Linked DNA regions of Mus musculus: region 2 is linked to region 1. A link is a contact called in public promoter capture Hi-C data. All regions are on one chromosome and are shown on one strand. Each heading gives the region's core, a stretch centred on a gene start, on an enhancer-like site or on the middle of the called end of the contact. The rest is flanking DNA. Distances are from core to core; before and after follow the strand shown.

The links. Capture Hi-C pulls out chosen DNA fragments and counts their contacts.
Region 2: a contact with region 1 is called in a promoter capture Hi-C map of adipose tissue. The contact joins the promoter of Sema4g here to the promoter of Pax2 in region 1. A contact is called at or near these places in 3 of 115 datasets of contacts at active chromatin or transcription factors (embryonic stem cells and pancreatic cancer cells) and 1 of 9 other capture datasets (adipose tissue).

Annotation. Positions count from the first base shown.
Region 1 is chr19:44,754,309-44,760,678 of GRCm38.p6, forward strand. It overlaps Pax2 (paired box 2), which reads left to right and starts at 2,598. Exons shown (of 10, transcript NM_001368747.1): 1 at 2,598-3,128. The coding sequence starts at 3,086. RefSeq lists promoters at 1-3,060, 1-3,060, 1,786-3,060.
Region 2 is chr19:44,987,693-44,993,857 of GRCm38.p6, forward strand. It overlaps Sema4g (sema domain, immunoglobulin domain (Ig), transmembrane domain (TM) and short cytoplasmic domain, (semaphorin) 4G), which reads left to right and starts at 1,652. Exons shown (of 15, transcript NM_011976.1): 1 at 1,652-1,665; 2 at 4,446-4,946; 3 at 5,042-5,190; 4 at 5,428-5,490. The coding sequence starts at 4,823.

The DNA of each region.
Region 1 (6,370 bases), core at 1,348-3,847:
GCGTAAGTGCAACTTCAAAAGTGTTTTACGAATTGAATTGTTAGTTCTCTTTACAAAATGTAAAGTTCGACCCCACTCCCATTCTTATGGGGAAATATCCATTGTCTATGTTCACATTTCATAGGACGTGAAACATGAAACTATATTTCAGTTCTAGAGGACTCTGGATCTCTGTTGGAGTGAGGAACTCCGCTGATTTTTGTTTCCTCAACAGACATACCAAGACTTAACTTAAGCACACCCAACAAGAGTTCCTTTATGAACTCTTCTGAATGCTCCCCACCTCAAATTCTGGACTGATTGCTTCTTCAAAGGAAGATAAGGCTACTGCGGTTACTACCACCTTAGAGCTTCTGGCTCCCCAGTATGGGAGCTGACCCTTTTAGGCTGAAATAACTCTGTTTCCACACACACACACACACACACACACACACACACACACACACACACACACACACACACACACTTCTTTTCTGTTCCCTATGAGAAGTTAGTGCGTGTTGCTGAGGTTGTGAGGTTGTGAGATTTGGCCAAAGCAAACCCGGGAGCGCCATCTACAGGCCTTGAGAGGAAGGCATTGGTTTTCCTGGCAGGACCCCTGAACCTCCTACTCTTCCTGCCCACGGGAACCTAGTCCTCAGACCAAAGGAAGTGGGGGACAGGGTGGTGGTGGGCAGATGGAAAGGTGGTTTATTTTTATTTTTATTTTTTAGTTTCTTACTTTCCAGCAGTTACTCTGCAATTGGATTAATCTAGCCGGAAATTTCCAGGAGACCGGGCAAAGGCCCAGATCCCAACCGACCCAGCTCCCCTTGGAATGGAAAGCTCAGAATCCGGTGTAGCTGAGCCTGGCCTGAAACTCACCCAGAATGTGGGCGGTTCTAAATGCCCGGTAGGAGTCAGTCTGAGACGGGCTGAGAGTCTAGTGGGTGCTTCCCCCAACCCCATCTACTGCCGAGGCTTTTTGGCTATAGGGACAGGGGCACTGTCTACACTCATTGCCCTTCCTCTGGGCTTCAGGAGCTGCAGACAACACCAAGGAGTCTTGGGTCCGCCGGGCAAGAAAGCTGTGTTTCTCAGCTTGAGCTTCCTGGAGCCGCCCTTTTTCAGACCCAGGGAAGCCTGGGAGGAGGGAGCGAAAAAGGGGGGGGGGGTGAGTTAAAACATCAGCTGAAGTGCCAAGATGATTTATGAGACTAGGGAAAATATTTCATAAAGATCTCCTGGATATTCTGTACTTAACCAGTTAGGAGACAAAGGGCTTCTCTCGCTTAGTGCGTGCGAGAAGACCCCAGCGAACAAGGGAGCGAGTGCGGGCCAGGCTGCAGAGACTGGGCCAGCGGCTCTGGTAGGAGCCGGGCCAGGCCGGCGTGCTGCGCCAGCTGCGCTCGCTCGGGATCTGCAGAGCTGGCGGCGGGCGGCGCTCAGTCGCGTTCATAGCCTCCTCTTCTCCCCAGCCGGGGAAAGAGAACGCCTTGGTCCCGCCTTGGGCTTCTGCATCCTCTGTCACTGCCGCGGACAAGCCGCTGCGCACCGTCTCCCGGCACAGTCCCTTCCCTAGCTACCCGAGGGTCCAGGTGCCAAGTTCCCTGGCTCTCCTACCATCCGTTGGGTCCCACCAAGGCAGGTGGGTTCTAGCCAGAGGCCTCTAGCTTGATTCCAAACCAGGCGTCTGGACTGCCCAGACTCCGGGGAGGGGGTGCGCGCCACCGCGTGTGGGACGGGAGGGGACAAACTGCTGGGCACTTTGCCCCGGAATGAGAATCATGCGTGCGTGGATGGGAAGGTACCACAGGAGGAAAAGGCGAAAGGGAAGGACCAGAGGGAAAGGGAGAGAGGAAGGAAGACACAGGGAGAAACGGAAAGGAACTCAGCGCAAGGGTAGCCGAGTTAGGACAGGGGCTGCGGACTCGCGGGCGTCTGGGATTTGCGGGCATTGGCCGGTGGATGGCAGGGCTGGGCGAGTTAGGACTGAGAGCCTGGCTTCGGAGTGCCGCGCGCTCGGAGGCCCTCTGTGGTTGCCTGAATATTCATTAGGCTGGCCGCTCTTTATCCTTATCTAACGTTTATCTTCTCGGCGAGTTTCGTTTCTCAGTGTAGTTTTAATCCGGGGCTCCCATTCCTCCTCCCCCTGGCCCGCTCCTCACCCTCCCTCTTCCTTCACCCGCTGCTCCCTCCCGTTTCCCCCCCCTCCCGGGCCCTCCCCTCGCCAGCACCGGAGTGACAGGCGCGGGGCCCTCCTTGCCGAAGCTCGGGGCTCCGGCGCTGGCGAATCACAGAGTGGTGGAATCTATTGCCTTTGTCTGACAAGTCATCCATCTCCCGGCGCGGGGAGGAGGAGGGGGTCTGGAGGGGGCTTTGCAGCTTTTAGAGAGACACACACCGGGAGCCCAGGCTCCAGTCTCCGGCCGAGTCTTCTTGCAGCCGCAACCCACCTGGGGCCAGCCCAGCGCTGCGGGCGCCGCTCGGCTCCTAGGCTGCCTCCCTCCCTCCTGGCCCTTCGGTCGCCGCGGCGTGCGCCTGCCTTTTCCGGGGGCGGGGGCCGGCTCGCACGCTCCCCTCCCGCGGGCGCCCGCTTGGACATCCCGGGGATTGCTACTTCTCTGCCAACTTCGCCAACTCGCCGGCACTTGGAGCGGCCCGGCTCCCCTCCTGGCGCCCTCGGGCCGCCCCCGCCCTGAGCTCTCTTGGTTCAGAGCCTCTCGGACAACCGGGTTCCAGGGGAGCTGAGTGAGCCGTCTTCCCTACCCGGCCTCAGCTCTGGCCGCAGCTGGCGCGCGAGCCATGCGCCCCAAGTGCCCCTTGGTCCAGCCAGTCGCCCCGGGGCTGCGTTGCTGACTGCCCAGCCGCGTGCCCCAACGGTGGCAAGTTGCAGCCTCTGCGGTCGCAAACCCCAGCGGGCCCGGAGGAGTCCCGGCGTGGAGCGCGGCGCGGCGTCCCCCGCCCTCGCTTGCCCCCCAGCAGTCGGGCGCCCGCTCACTCTCCCTCCCCCACCGTCCCTTCCTTTTCTCCTCAAGTCCTGAAGTTGAGTTTGAGAGGCGACACGGCGGCGGCGGCCGCGTTGCTCCCGCTCCTCTGCCTCCCGATGGATATGCACTGCAAAGCAGACCCCTTCTCCGCGATGCACCGTGAGTACCGGCGCCCGGCTCCTGTCTCGGTTCCAACCCCATGTAGCCCCAGCGCGGTCCGGCCCCCTGCGCTCAGGTCTCACCCTAGAGGCCACACTGGCCTTTCCCTGCTCCCTCCTTTCGTCCTTTCTCTTACCTAGTGTTTCTCACGCCTTCAGCCACCGTTCTGCTTTTTGCCACGCCATACTCACGGTTCTGCCTGCCTTTCTACCTTCACTAGTGTCTCACCTCCCTCGGCTCCTTCCACCTGCTCCTCCTTACCTCTCGGGATCCATAACCCTGGGCCCAGGTTCCAGCCACCCACCCCCTAGTCAGTCTTTGCCCTGGACTAAAGGACTAATTGGCAGTAGTTTTCAGGCTGTTCTCTCTCTCTCTCTCTCTCTCTCTCTCTCTCTCTCTCTCTCTCTCTCTCTCTCTCTCTCTCTCCTCCCTCATCTTTACCTTCCTCAAACTTAGAGTTGTGGGTAATCGTGAGGAGGCTCCTAGTTTGGGCAGCCTTGGTGTCAGGACAATTATGCCTAAGATCCTGGGGGTGTGACCCCCTTCTGAGCCTAAGCTCTCGGCGCCTCTTGTTCCCTTCGGCTTAGTTAAGGCTTCCTGGGGGGCTGCTTTGCTACGTCCCACCCTTTCTCCCACCCTCACCTCTTCCCCCCCCCCTTCCCTTCCCTTTTAGCTAGGAACAGGAGAGTGGCCGGTCACTTTTTTTTTTTTTTTTAACTTTGCCTAGGGAAGTGATCATTCTAAAAAAAAAACAATGAAGGATTTTGAGAAGAAATCAAAGTCAGGGAGAGAGGTAGAGCCATCCAGGCCAGCACCTGGATGCTGTACACTCGAGAGACTTCCTTGCCTGTCTCCACTCACTGTTGAGGACCATTCAGCCAGCGCCCTGGCCAGGGGGTCAGCAAGAATGGATATAATCAGAGGGAAAGAACAAAAGAAAGACAAATGCCAAGGCTGAGGAGAAAGGAAGGAGAAATCAAACCAAGAGGGGGGAAAATCAAGGAAAGAAAATTAAAAGGATGTTGGGGAAGAGAAATAAGAAAATAGGAATAGAGGAAATATCATAATGATATTTGAATGCATCTAATTCATAACGGCTCTTTAGCTCCGAAAACTATTTGTCAGGTATCTCCCCTTGCTTAAAAAGATAAATAATATTCTAAGTAGAAAAGCCCTCCCCATCTATAGATTAATAATTAAGGATAATTTGTAACTTTCCACAAGGTAACTTTTAGACCTAGCCTGATTTGTGCTTTAAAACGCGATCCAAGAGGGAGCCGTGTTTTGTTTGTTTCCTAAGCACATATTGAGCTTCACGGGACTATAAAAAAAAAAAAACACCTGCAATAAAATATAGTTCCCTAAATAATTTCTAGGTAAAGGAAACCCAAACGCGAGACTTCGGGTCGCTGCGAATCTCTCAGCCGGCCGGGAAGCCTTGCTCTTTTTCGGAGGGAATGAAGCAGGTTCATCCAGGCGGCCGGTCTCTGCCTCAGCCCTGCTGCCTCTGCAGCACTCGGGGGTTTTTGAGGATTGCTTCCTGGACCCATCAATCGGGGCCAGTGACGGGGAACCTCTTCGAAACCCAAAGGGGAGAAAAGCGAGCAGAAGGTGGTCGAAGGAAGGGAGAGAGGCTCTGCACGGGCCGGCGAGACGAGCAGCTACAGCCCGGGTTTGCGCCAGCGGCAGTTGCGCATTCTAGGCCCGGTTCCGCACAGATCCTCCGCAGCCCATCCGCCCTGAACTCCAGCGGTGCCCGGTTGCAATCCCCACCCCATAGATTAGGGCAGAGGGGCCGGGCCCGGAGCCCGGTGAGGCTGAATTATTCATCTTTAATCTGCCCGCAGCTGCCGCCTTTTCATACCGGTAACGCGAGTTCTCCCGGGGCCTAAATTATTGATGGTCCGGGTTTGTAGGGAGCAGAGGGGTGGGGGAGTGGGACCAAAGATGGGGAGACCATAGGGATGGGGGTTGTAAGATAAGAGGTTCTGGCCTCCCGGAACCACTGGATTAGAGGCCTCTGTCCAGGGGTTTCTTCTCCCAAGCTTGTTTTTTATCTCCCTATAAAAAGATGGGAGAGATTTAAAGAGGGCACGAGATGCGCCCGCTTTCTTCGAAACTCGCTGGAGGCCACGGAGCAGTGGCTGCAGGTTGTAGACCTTGTCTGGCCTGACTCTGCCGCTAGAAGCCTCTGCGGCTGGGTTGCTGAGTAATTGCGGCTGCAGGTTAATCGCTCTAGGTGCAGGATTTCTGGGCTGCTTTAGGCCGTAGAAAATGGGGCACCCGGCAGCGGCCTTGAGCCTGACACCCGGGGGCCTTCTTGGCTTCCAGGTTGGGAGCCCTCGCCCAGTTGGACGGGAAACCAGGAGCTCTGCTCTGGCCGCCAGAGCATCCGCCCTTACTGTTGGGTTTGGTAGGCAGCTGCCGAGGTCTGAGAAAGGTCAGAGGGTCCCGAACTGGCTTAGACTGGCAATGCGGAGTCCCGGAGTCCTAAGTCCGCAGGTGCGGTCCCTACCAAGCCACCTTCAGGGGAGACTGTGGGGGGAGAGGCTAGCCTTGTGCAGCATGGAAGGCAAGCGAACCCCAGCAGCCGGCGTTTTTCAGCGGCTGCCGGGAAGAGCGAGAATCTTCGCCGCCTCGCGGTCTCTGAGCGCAGCCGATCCCGAACCACCACCTCTTCTGCCGCTCCTTATCCACCAGGATTTCTTTCCACCATAGACATTAGAGGTGCAGAGGGAAAATATTGTACAAAACACCTGAAGAGCAAAAACATAAAGGGAAGAAAGAACTCCTGATAAAGACAAAATGAAAAACAGGGAAAGAGGAAACAGTATGATTACAATTAGAAGTAGGTACAAGGGGAGAAGGAAGAGTTAGGCAGCGAAGGTGAACGGGATGTGTTTGGCTTTAGTCTCCCTCTATGCTGAAGACTCTGCTGAGCTGAGTCAAGAAGACCCCGACCCTCCAAATCCATCTGGCTCCCAGCCCTTGTGAAACTCAAGCCGCGCCAAACCTGCGGCGCAGGCGGGTTTCTAGTCCGCAGCAGTGCTGTCCCCGTCCGGTCCTTCTTTTCCCCACATCTCTACTGTCATCCCCCGTTAACATTATTTCCCCTTTGTCGTTTATTCCTCTCCATTTTTCAGCTCTGCTCTCCCTCTCCTGGCTTCTCTACGCTTCCCTCACTTTCTCCTTTGCGGCACACTGGTGTGAGAGGCGGGTTCTTCGCTAGCTCAGCTTGTGCG
Region 2 (6,165 bases), core at 402-2,901, 230 kb after region 1:
GAAGTGGACCAGAGCAACGTGTGTATAGAGTGTGTGCTTGGCTTGGGCAGGTGAGATGGTCTGGCAGACAAGGTGTCTGTCACCAACCCTGACAACCTCTGAGTTTGATACCTAGGCCCCACATGGTGGAAAAAGAGCAGACTCCCTGCAATTTATCCTCTAGGATATCACACATGGGGTGGGGGGTCCCACATGCATGCATGCGCTTTCATACACAATGAATATAATAAACGTTTAAAGTGTGTGTGCACTTTTTAATGAAAACATTTCTCCCAGTCTCCCCCGCTGCACCACACACTATCCTGTTTGCAGAGTGCCAGGAGATATTCTAACAGGGGGGTGGAAGTGTGATCTGGGCCCTTCTGTCTAGCAGTCTGCAGCCACACACACAGTCCAAATTCTGAGATTGTATGAGATTGAGTGCCAAACTGTATGAGCTCTGGGGAATCTTGAAAGAGGAAAGTTTCTTCCCAGGCTCTCATCAGTTTCATACGCCACTAGAAGACGACTTAAATTCCTAGGCACATGCAAGAGTCTGCTTTTTAGACTCGTATTTTGGTCCTCTTTGCCCATCATTATCGTCACGGATTTTTTTTTTTTCTTTTTGAAAGGTGGAGAGGTCAAGGCCAGAGGTCAGGATTCACTAGGATTTAAAGCCGAGTTCATTGTTGCTTTTGTTTTTGCTTTTCTGTGATGCTGGAGATGAAACCAGAGTGTCCTACATGCTAGGCAAACACTGTGCCCTTGAGCCCCAACCCCAGCCCTCGATTCGCTCTAAATAGCACTTGGAAAGGAGAGCCGGAGTTTTCAGAGAAGACCATCGTAAAGGAGTTAGGGAAGAAGGCTGAACCTGGCAAGCACAGAATTTTTGGATACCTGGGAACACTGAAAGTTTGGAGGTAAAATGACGATGGAAAATGATAAACGCAATCCCTTGAGGTGAGCCCGGGTTTGGACTGAGATTTGTTGAGTGATCCATACGTAGTGGCATGGCTTTCTTGTGCATAAAGAGCATTCTCTGTATGCTGTCTTTTCATCCCTTCAGGGCCCCATCTCACCTACTCTGACCTCAAACTGAATAGCCTGGAGGGAGCAGGGAGTGAGGAATCACACCTTGAACTGGGAACCAAGAGCTACGCAGAAATCTGATACTGTCGTCCCCATCAGCACACCCGCTCCATAGACCAAAGGCAGGAGGGCATGGCAAACATGTTTTGCAAGAAGTGAGATACAGGTTAGAGAGCAGAGTACAAGACTCCGGGACCCGGGGGTTACGCGTCCCTGCAGTAGGTAAATGGGAGGGGTCTTAGGACCAAAGCAGATCCGTAGGACCAGCCTGTTTTAGGGCGCACGCGGTGGTAGCCCCCCCCCCACCAGGGGGCGGGCGATACTCAGACTGACTGAGCCTGGAAGAAAGGGGACGCCAGGAGCCGTGGGCCTCGAGCATCTCCCACAAATCGGGTCTATTGTGCGTGGTGGGGGTCGCAAAGGAGGGCGGGCACCCTTCCCCGCCCCCGCCTCTGGCCCGCCTCCGGCCCCCGCCCCACCCCCGGCTCCGCCTCCACCCCGCCTCGCTCCGGCCGCAGCCCCTTCCTCCTGCAGCTGGTGCTGTGGGGCCGCGAGCCGCACGTCGCTGTCTCTATGGACCCGGATCCCAGCGCAAAGGTGAGGGAGGCGGGGAGTGCGGGCGGTGGCGGTGCGGGGGGCTGCGGCCGGGCAAAGCCTTGTCCGCATCCATTCCACCCTCCAAGCTAAGCCAGGCCTTTTTCACCGCCGAGACCCCCAATCCCGCATAAAAGGGTTTAGAGGGGCGCGGGCCAGGCCTCGGGTCGCGCAGGGCGCAGACCGGCCTTCTCGGAGTCGGGGGCGCCCAGCGTGCCCGGGACCCGCGTGGAGAACAGTGTTCCCCAGGATCTGGGTCATGTCTCCTGGCGTCCGGCGGGATCGAAGGAGAGCTTGTCCTCGAGCCGCAGCAGTAGATACTGAGGTTAGATCTGTTCAAAGGAGAAAACCTCGAACTGTCCAGGATGGTGGAGGGTGGGGAAGACAAGGGAGAGGCACCCTCAAATCTGAAGAGATCTCCATCTTAGTGGACAGAGGCAAATACCGCTAACCCCAGGCAGACGGACATCAGGGATGAAGGTTGAAAGCCTATTGATCCTGTGGGAGGGGTCCTCCCCTCCCCAGTTTTCTCCACCCTAGGATCTAACAGAAGATGATCAGAGTTCAGCGGGCAAACCCTGGGAAGGAACCCAAACTTGGAGTGAAGTCTGGGGTGTGAACTGGAGACCTTGAACCCGCTTAGTACTGGGGGGAGGGGTGGCATGCTCCACCCCCTGGCCATTAACTCGGCCCTCCCAACAGGTTAAATGGAGCTGGACGCTTTAGCCCAGTTCTCCAGATCTAGAAATGCAATCTGGGGGAGATGGGGAGGGGGGCGTGTGGAGCGGGGCAGGAAGAGGGCTGCTAAGATAGCATTTCACCTTCCATTTGCTAAACTCGAGGATCTCCTCTCCTCCTCCTCCTCCACCTCCCTGGGTTAGCCATTCTCCATTACAGGCATTCACTCCAGGTCAGAAGACACACACACACCACACACACACACACACACACACACCCCTTGGGGTGGCAGAGGGAGAGAGAGAGAGAGAGAGAGAGAGAGAGCAGGACTTTCAGGAAAGGAGACAGGATTCAGCCGTGCATCTGACCCCAGCAGACACTGTCAGCCACCAAGCCTGCAGCCCAAGTCAGACCCCTTTATGCATGTCATGAGTACTTACTTGTCTCTGCCCGAATGTAACTGTGTTTGAGGACTCAGAATACATGTGTGCACTATGCCTGGCCCAATAGCAACAATTCTGTGTGAATGCCCCCTTTACAAATGTGTGTGAACAAGACCGTCCTATTGAATATCTAGCCCTGCTTGTTCACCTCTGAGGATATATGATCCACTGGATGGATGACAGGTAAACAACCTTATGTGGCCTTGGCCCTTTGTGCGCTCTCTCTCTGTCTCTGACTCTGTCTCTGTCTCTTTCTCTCTGTATATGTGTGTGTGCATGCACATGACTCCTATAAATGCCTGTGTTCTTGGCCCTACACTGTGTACAAGTGTGTCACCGTCTTTGAGACCCACGAATGCCCCTTACTCCGCACTGAGCGGTTCCTCTGACCTAGGATGTCTTCCTCCTGTCTCCGCCTGGACACACTTCCCTAGTGGGAGGACTCACCCTTCAGTGCTGAGGAAACAGGAGGCCCCCCAGTGTAAACAGGTGTGCTTTCACATGGAGGGTACGGCTTGGGCAGCCTGAAACCTCCAGCTGCCCTAGCCCTCAAAACAAGAACTTGATGCCCTTTCTGTGGCTCAGAGACCCTCTCGCTCTCCCTCGTGTGACAGTGCTAACCTTTACCTCTTGAACAAACCCTCCAAATTCTTGCTATTCCTCTGACTAGCTCCAGGTCCCTCCCCTCTCTTTACAGCCGGATGGTTAATATTTGACCCAGAAGGAAAAGGAGAGGCCAGTGACACCCTCTGACCCTGCCTATGGCTGTCTGATGACATTGGGTAGATCAGGCAGCCTCCACATCTGGCCCAGCCAAGGAAATCTCCGGAAGTTCCCTGGCCTATCAATGGCCTCCACCTCAGGCGCGGTTCTAGTCTTTAAGGTGTGTCACGAAAGGTGGCTGCAAGTGTCAGGATCCCGTAGGTCACTGTCTCCATATTGTTTAAGTCTTAACTGGTCTTTCACACCGCAGTCTCCTGCACAGCAGAAATTACACTTGTGCAGCTCAGGGACCCAACTCCCTGCACCTCCCCACCCCCCCAGCCCCTCAAGCCTTTGCTCCCTGCCAGGAGGTAGGTCTAGCAGGCGGGGACTCGTGTAGATACCCAGCCAGAGGGTGCAGTATGGACTCGCACGGGCAAGGCAGAGATGTGTACCCCTTAGAGAAAAATGCCAGAGAGAAGTGTCTAATTAAAGAGAAATTCCAGAGGGAGCTCTTAGGCCGAGGGAAAGAAAAAACAAAGGGGAAACAGAACAAAATCAACAAAGACCCATTAACTGACTGCCCAGGCCTTCCCGCAGAAGGCACCCCCGCAGCAGGCAGCATTGTTGGAGGATCGGGCCTCTCCAGCAACATGGGCCCAAGCAGTCTCCTGACTGGAAGAGAGCTGTTACCATGGCATAGGTTAACAGTAGTCTAGGGTCTTATGAAGACAGCGAGTTTGCCACAGCCTCTGCCCCGAGCAGAGCTGGGCAGGATGCCGTGAGTCTTTCCTGGTGTGGGAGTTCTGTGGATGTCCGGCCTCTGGCTTTCAGGGCCGCCTGAAGTGTGGGTGGTATCGTCCCTCTTAATTCACACACAAATCAAAGGTTTTCCATTTTGGAGGGATTATATATTTATTTATTGTTTTGGTGGTTTTTTTTTTTTTTTTCCTCCTTCAGAGAACAGACAGAGACCTGGAACTTGCCCTGAGACTGGGGGCAAGGTGACCCCTTCAGAACCCTACAGTCCTCCTGGGACCCTACACTGCTCACTCTCCATGGAATTTGCATTTGATACAGAAAGGCACGTGGTGACCCGCCCTTCCCTCTGACTTCTTACCTGTGATTCCATGGCCACACAACCCTGTGGCTCCATGTCCCCCCCATTCCATGATCCTCCATGGCCCCATGACTACTTGACCCCCATGACCTCATGACCCCTGACCCCCATGAGATCACACCCTGGACTTTGAACCCAGTGACTGCTCTTCCCCTCCCCTCCTGTGACTCTCCTGGGCTGCCCTCGGGGTCTTGTTGGTCTGAACTTCCGCAGGAAGATGTGGGGGAGGCTCTGGCCCCTCCTCTTCAGCTTTCTCACAGTAACAGCAGTGCCTGGACCCTCACTGCGGAGACCATCCCGAGAGCTAGATGCCACCCCACGGCTGACCATCTCCTATGAAGGTTAGGACCCCTCCCCCAACCTTGAAACACTATGGCTGCCAGAGCTGGGGACAGGAAGTAGTCCCCAGGTGGCTCACTGCCCCTCTCGTTTCTAGAGCTCTCCCAGATTCGGCACTTCAAGGGCCAAACCCAGAACTATTCAACACTGCTGCTGGAGGAGGCTTCTGAGAGGCTGCTGGTGGGGGCTCGAGGCGCCCTGTTCTCTCTCAGTGCCCGTGACATAAGAGATAGGACTCACAAAGAGGTCAGCCCCTGGCATTTGGTCTGACCACAGGGTCTCCAGCTTCCTGGGACCTCAATTACCTGGTGACCCGCCCCCAGCCTTCCCGACCTCTGGACAGCACTGTCCTTTCCATCCCAGGGCTCATTCTGAAATCCACCTCACTTCAGTTTTCCCCAGTACTCTGGAGCAGCACTGTTTGATTCTCTGGGTAGTAGATATTGAGGTCAACATAGCAGTCTGTCCCTTTCCTCTCACTAGATCCACTGGGAGGCCTCCCCAGAGATGCAAAGCAAGTGTCATCAGAAAGGGAAAAACAACCAGGTATGTGATCTCCCTGTCCCCAGCTCTCCTTTCTTCCTCCTCAACCAGGGGTGACAGAGTTGGAGGGACACAGACGGAGTGGGACAGATGTGCATTCAAGTGCACAACTGCAATGAGTAGTATGAGTGGCTGGCCTTAGGGTAACCCTTGGACTCCAACTATCTGTGGTCGATAGCTTGGCCTGTCACAGAAACTTAATCCCTTTCCCGGGAGATCTCAAAGTATAATCATAACACTAAGTAACTGCTAATAAGCGACAACTAGACCTAGTTCTAAAATAATCTGATGACGCATTGTTATACCCATTTTACAGCTAGGAAAAATGAGACTTTGCCGGACCCCTAGTCTACCTGGTGTTCATGGAAAGACATTAGTCAAATATTAGTCCTTTCTAACTAAAAGGCAGAGTGTCTGGGTTGGGGGTGGGGATCATGTCTGGTTAGGTAACAACCATTTAGAGAGCTTTTTAGGTTTTTTTGTACTTACTTATTTACTTTGGAGTTTTTGGGACAGAGTCTTACTGTATATCCTTGGCTGGCCTACAACTCACTCTGTAGACCAGGCTGGCCTCCAACTCACAAGCGATTTGCCGGCCTGTGCCTTCTGAGTGCTGAATTAAAGGTGTGTAACACCGCTCCTGGCTTGGAGAGATTTTTAAGACTACACTTTGGAAAG